2 separate regions of the Rattus norvegicus genome follow, and region 2 is linked to region 1. A link is a contact called in public Hi-C data. All regions are on one chromosome and are shown on one strand. Each heading gives the region's core, a stretch centred on a gene start, on an enhancer-like site or on the middle of the called end of the contact. The rest is flanking DNA. Distances are from core to core; before and after follow the strand shown. Region 1 overlaps Cd47 (Cd47 molecule). Region 2 holds the start of Cd47 (Cd47 molecule).

Region 1 (3,384 bases), core at 355-2,854:
TGTATGGACTCGAGGAGGACATTTTAAGCCGTGAACGGCTTAATAAGGTAGCACTGAGATTAAAACATTTACTAGAATAAGCATATAACTTCACGAAGAAGTATGTAAGATTAAACAGCTTAAATACATGTATTGACTAACAGGAGAGAAGCCCGTGAAGAACGCTTCTGGTCTTGGCCTCATTGTAATCTCCACAGGAATATTAATACTGCTTCAGTACAATGTGTTTATGACAGGTGAGTCTTTGCTCTTACCATCTGATTTTTGCCTTTTTCCTTAAAAAAAAAATACTTGGTAAAAACATTCTCTCATGGTTTAACAGTTCGGTAAAGGCTGTGTTATTCCATTGTCCCTTGTACTCTTAGTGACATTTCCCATGAATTAAGGTTGCTAGGTCTTCTCAAAAATCATTTTGTAGAAAGCAGTTTTCTTACATATTTGATGACCTCAGTATAATTTTGAAGTATGGTGTATAATTTTTAACAGCTATTGCAGGTTCTAATTTTGGGGGATTTTTGTAGCTGGAAGTCACTATTAGAAGCACTCTTTTTTTTTCCCCCTCTTTTAGCAAACCTTTGCAGTAGAAAGACTGGTTCTGTGAGGTGGGATTATAAGTCACAGATTTCAGAAACATTGGTAACACTGAATTGTGTAGCTGTTCTAACTGTAGTCGATATTATTTTTGTGCATTTAAAAATAAGTCAAGGTCATATTTTTGTTACTGTTAAAGAGTCTCATTGAGCACCGAATCCCTAGGCTGCATTTAAAGGTTCATTAGAAAGGCACAGATCTTGTCCCCCCATAGAGTATAGAGGTTATGTCTGCGTGCTAGGTTTTGTACTCTCCCCCAGGAACAGTTGTGTGCATGTGTAGAAGCCACGCATAACAAGCCATTCATACCGCGCAACTTATAAATGTAACAACATTGCTTCAGGATTTTAGTAAAAACCGCCAGTTCCTCCCAGATAGATGCCAGACAGTAAAAGCTTGCAGATTGTGTGAGTCTGGGGCTGACATCCCCATGCGAAGGTTAGCTGGGAAACACGTCATCTGGCGAGGGACTGCAGCCCAGCTCTGAGTGAGTCGAACGGCCACAGGACTGATTGCAACATCAGAATCTCAACACATTTCTGCTGTGCCCTTTTCCTCCCCCAGCTTTTGGAATGACCTCTTTCACCATTGCCATATTGATCACTCAAGTGCTGGGCTATGTCCTTGCTGTGGTCGGGATGTGTCTCTGCATCATGGGTGAGTCACACTCTTCTGTGTTTCTGAACTGAAGCTGAGTTTCAGTTAAGTTAGAGCTCTTACTTTCTCTCCTCCTCCTCCTCCTCCTCCTCCTCCTCTTCCTCCTCCTCCTCTCCTCCACCTCTTCCTCTTCTTCCTCCTCCTCCTCTTCCTTTCTTCTTCTTCTTTTAACTCAGTGGAATTTTCTGTTAGAATACTTGTGGGTTCATAGAAAAACCCAGTGGAAAGTACAGAGTTACCATGTACACCCCCCTTTTTCTATTCCCCATAGACACACAGCTTCCCTAAGCATTTCCCACTGGTGCAGTGGCTGAACCAACATAGAGACAATCATTCCCACCTCACATTAGTAGCTTATGCGGTGCTTGGTAACTAGTGTTGTACAGTACAGTCTGTGGCTGTGACAGATGTGCAGGGACATGTATGCTGCCCGTTGTGATCTCACCTGGAATAACCTGCCCCCCATGTTATTCTTGTCCACGTGTCCCTCCCCCTGACCTCTGATTCCCGACACCACTGATCTTTTTAACTTTCCACGTAGTTTTGTGTTTTTCAAAACGCCTTAGAGCCAGATTTTTACTTGTAAGGAAGGTACAGATCTTGTCTACACACAATACGGAGGTTATGTGTGTGCCTTTCCATGCCTTCATTTTCAAATATAAATCTCAAGTTTCCTCCATGTCTTTTTATAGCTTAATAGCTCATTAGTGCTGGAAAATATTGTTGCCATAATGTGTTTAGTATTTTGCATTCACCTACTGAGGGGCCATCCTGGTCGCTTTCCTCTTTTTATGACAGATGAATAAAGCTACTGTAAACATCAATGAGCATGTGTTTTTGTGGACATAAATTTTCAGCTCTAGTTGGCGAAGTACCAAGGGCTGTAATTTTTGCATTGTATGGTAAGGTACAGTTAATTTTTGTAGTAAACTGGCAAACTCAGTTTGGTGACACCATCAGGGAGGGATATTTTGCTTCTCCACATGTTTTTCAGCATTTGGAATTTTCAGTGTTTCTTTTTCAACACCTCCCACCCCATACACACAGGGACACACACACACACACACACACACACACACACACACACACACCAGTACAAATAGTATTTTTCCCAACTCTACAAGAATCCTGCCTATATATAGCTTATGAGATGACTGCTCTCAGCCAGCTATGCGCCTGTATCTGTGGGAAAACTTGTCAAATAACCAGGCTCTTACTTGAATGGCGCCTTTGACTTTTCCTTCTCTTTACCTTGACTTGATTTTTCACTAATCTTGGTACAGTAAGAATACATTATGTTAAAAATGCCTTTTCCCTATTAATAATTAATCTACTTTGGTGAGCTAGTAATAAAGGCATTTGTATACCGTTGTGCATGTAGATAAAGGTTTTACTGGCCACGAGACTAAAACACAGTGTCCTTGCTGCTGGCGTTGCTGGGGTGTAGCTCAGTGGCAGTACTGTTGGCCAAGTATGTAAGTCTGGAGTCGGGAATCTACCACACCTAAAGAAAAAAAAATACTTGATCTTATTAGTTATTGTTGATTGCTCTGAATCGAGATTTCTTTACATGCATTTTATATGCATTTCTAACAATATTTCATTTGTTTCTGCAGCTTGTGAACCAGTGCACGGCCCCCTTTTGATTTCAGGTTTGGGAATCATAGCTCTAGCAGAATTACTTGGACTAGTTTATATGAAGTTTGTCGGTAAGTTAATCTTACTTTTTAAGCCTCCGCAAAGCGTTTCAGATATTTGGAAAATGAATTTAGTGCATCCCTCCAGCTGAGGGTAGAAATCTCTTGATGTCTCCAAAATTGAAAAAAAAATATACAATATATATACAAAATATATACAAAAATATATCCAGTTAAAGAGGGAGAAGCCAGGCGGATTTATGCAGTTTTAGTTACAAACTAAGAAAGAAAATGGCTCGGCGTGTTAGGAGATAGAAAGGTTTTTATAAGCGTAAGAAGATACCTTTGGAGGCTCCAAGTTAATTAGTATGAAAGGTCCATTCATGTCTCAGGTTCCTCTTGGGGAGTCCTTTGCCCCTTTGGTCTTTGTATATACACTGCTTGCATACACAGACACCCCTCCAGAGAGAGGAACTGAAAATTAAAGCCTGTCATCTAG
Region 2 (3,303 bases), core at 184-2,683, 45 kb before region 1:
AGAGAGAGAGTTATATACTAAGGAATGTTTGTTGAGTGCTATTCTCTGAGCATAACAGCAATCATGTTCCTCAGAAAAGTGACTACTTGTGACTCTCAAGATAGGGTCTGCTGACTGTGGATGTTCCCTCAGGGAAGTAGAGTGTCAGGAGGAGGGTCATTGACCTCTTACTTGAGATTCCAGCTGCTTCCTCCTGCACCTCTCACAGCCCTAAGTGGTACTAAGACTGACTTTGGGGGAACTCAAATTTAGTTTGTTGTTGGTACCCTGTCTGGGAGGAAGTGGTTGTCTCCTTAGAAAAATAATCATGAAATAAGGACACTCTGTCACAGCACCATAGACAGTGGCAATTTTTATCCTGAATTGTGTTACTGTTACACTGGATATTTAGAAGGAGATGGCTGGGGGTAGAAGATTTTAAGAAGTGCAGTAGTGTGACAGCTATTTTAACTGCCTTTCAGTTCAGGTCAGAGAATGCGACCCAAGGGATGGACAGAGGTGTGCATCCCTTACCACTGAGATCAAGTCCTTTTACTCAAAGAACTTTTGCCTCGGGATGAAGGGTGTGGCTTAGAGCTACATTTTTAAACCCACTATTCAAGAACTGACCCCCAAAACATGGCAGAGGTCTACACAAGGATGCAGACATAAGCCAGTTTCCCAACATTGCTGGTAGTGTCATGGATCTGTCTACTCACAATGGGTCTGCCACAGTCCTTGTCTGTCTCCCTTTCCCCATCGTGGTTTTCCTCTTCTCGTTTTAAACTGCTTATTATGCACGGAACTTGATTACCCAGCCCTGCTTGGGGGATGAAAATATCAGCCAACAAAGTAAGAAGAACAGATGAGGAGGTCCACTTCTGGAACAAGTCAGACCAGGGAGATCTCAGGGCCAGGGGGAGCCAGAGGGAAGGAGCTCCTTGGGGGCCAGCACCTGGTCACAGCGCCCTCTCTCCGCCCTGCCCCGAGGCTCCAGGGCCGCAAGCCTTGGGAGGGAAGGTCGTGAAAACCAGCAGAGCCCACACCGGGAGAGGAGGGAGGGGGACTTGGGCTGGGGTTGGGCGGCTCCGAGGTCAGGGCGAGCTTGGCCAGGGAGAGTGGAGAGCCGCCTGGCTGCGCATGGGGCGCGTGCTGTGAGTTCCAGTGAGCGTGTGTGCTCCACGCTCCGTCTTTCAGGCCGGCCCAGGACACGAAGCCGGAAGAGAGCTGGAGAGACCGGCCGTGAGCAGAGAGTGCAGCTCGCACAGCCCGGGAACAGGCTAGTGCTTGGCGCTCCCCGCCAGAGCCTGCCCAGAGCTGGGTGTGAGGCTGGCTTCACGTCAACGAGCAGAGGCGGCCAGGCGGGGCGGAGTGCGCGTGCGCGGCTAGCGGGGCGTGGGAGCGGGCGCGGGCGCGGGGCGGCGAGCACGCGCACGCGCGTACCCCGGGCAGCCTGGGCGGCCGTTCCTGCCTATCACGGCTGCGGCGCTGCTGGTCGTTCTCTTGAAGGCAGCGGAGGCGGCGGCTGCTCCAGACACCTGCGGCGGCGACCCCCCGGCGGCGCGGAGATGTGGCCCTTGGCGGCGGCGCTGTTGCTGGGCTCCTGCTGCTGCGGTGAGTGGCTTGGGGATCCCGGCTCTCAGGCTGGTGCGCAGCACCCAGGCGCCCCCGCAGGAGTGTGGGCTGCACCCCCGCCGGCCAGGCGGCGCCCGGAGGAGAGCAGAGAGAAGAGGAGAGGGTGGCGGGATGCGCGGGCCCTGTGCACTCGGAGCGCCACTGTGGGAGGGCCCGGCGGGGCATCTGTGCTCCTGCCTCCTCCCTCTGCTCTCCTTCCCTAGTCCCTTTCCCCCTCGGGGAGAGCGGACTGAAGCTCCTCACTCTTCAGTGCGCACACGTAAGGAAGACTGGGAACAACCGCAACTGTGCAAAACCGAACTGCAAAGAAAGCGAGGGGGCAGCTGCCGGGGACCCCACTCCCCTCTTCTCGCACCCCTCTCCTTTCTGGGGGCTTTCGCGCAGCATTTGGGGTTGAAGGACTAGAGTGGGAGGACCGGGCCTCTTGTGATGAAGTGCGCATTTTGGTGAAGTCGACCAGAAAGGCTTTTGCTCTACCGCGTAAGCACTGGAGCAGAGAGAACACGATGGACCCAAGTTTTATTTCCCACCCAGCTTTTATCAAAGCTTGTTTTTTTTTTCTTTTTTTTCCCTGGCCGCGTATTTTGGTGGTTGTTGTTTTGAATCCTAAAAACAAGCTTCCTGGAAACACTTTCTCGTGACACCCCCGCTACCCCCCCTCCGCTCGCCAGCACTTTAATATATTCCTTATTGTAGATTAAAGTTGTTTTTTTTTTTTCTCCTTTGGAGGAAACGTATTTTTGGATTTTGCCCAGCTATTACCAGTCGTCTAAAGACAGTAATTGCCACGGATGCACCCCCCTCTTTTGTAAAGTATTTTGCTGTTTATAAACGCGTGCCTCCTTTGTAAAAGCCGAGGAAAGAATAGGAATTTTTATGACCATATACTGCCCGTCAAGCTTCACATCCGCACATTCCTCTGCGAACTTTTGGTAAGAATCGGAACAGACTTGAAGCAGGATAACAGCAAAATGTTAAATTTGTCTTAGGATGCTGAATTAACTGAACGTTAAACTGATGGTTAACCTCAGTGTGCCACTTGTAAAGACCAGTGTTTGGGATGTGTTTCCAAGATGTCCTTAATCCTCTGCCCACCACTTCCCCCTCCCAAGCATCCTGGGTGCCGAAGCTGATAATAATAAAGACCTATGTTATCTAAATTGTTGGTATTAGATGTTTTCCGATGTCAGTCGCCTTTACTATGCTTGTTGCCATCGTCGGCATTATAACACCGTTTTCAAATACCTGTTGTATAATCAGAGAGCTTTCATATTGAGCCAGATACAAATCTGTAATAAAATGCCACTAATTCCGACCGTGGACAGTAAAGCTTGTTTGTCTGGAGAATAAAAAAGTATAAGCCATATATTAGGTTTTTTTTTTTTTTTTTAAAGCCTGATTCTCAAGTAGATTAAAAAGCAGAAATATAAGAATGGTAGTTTTGGTGATAGGAATTGTGTTAGGCCTTTGTTAGCAATAATTATGATCACATTCATTAATGCTCATTTTGTATAATGTTAGCCCATTTGGTTCTATAAGGAGTTGCAGAATTCATAACTTGCACTATTTTTTTTTTTGTGTGTGTGTGTTTGCTATTAACTAGGAATGAAAAACAAACCCAAAATACAGGCATTATGGTTTTGGGTGGTTAGGTGTTTGTAAATCAGGAAGTGATGATGTTTGTCAAAG

The links. Hi-C and Micro-C count contacts between places; a contact is called where the count stands out from the background.
Region 2: a Hi-C map of liver shows a contact between it and region 1, with 2.4 times the contacts expected there. The contact joins the promoter of Cd47 here to the enhancer-like site in region 1. A contact is called at or near these places in 2 of 12 Hi-C or Micro-C datasets (liver and psoas muscle).

The regions. Positions count from the first base shown.
Region 1 is chr11:64,391,106-64,394,489 of GRCr8, reverse strand. Cd47 (Cd47 molecule) reads left to right here. Exons shown (of 9, transcript NM_019195.2): 5 at 144-236; 6 at 1,156-1,248; 7 at 2,865-2,957. Among named protein-coding and RNA genes, the nearest start is that of Cd47, 45 kb to the left of the region's middle. Within about 2 kb of position 1,604, at least 17 of the 93 cell types and tissues checked have an H3K27ac peak or open chromatin away from gene starts, as enhancers often do. A contact at or near this core is called in liver, where this site is marked.
Region 2 is chr11:64,436,318-64,439,620 of GRCr8, reverse strand. It overlaps Cd47 (Cd47 molecule), which reads left to right and starts at 1,433. Exons shown (of 9, transcript NM_019195.2): 1 at 1,433-1,593. The coding sequence starts at 1,548.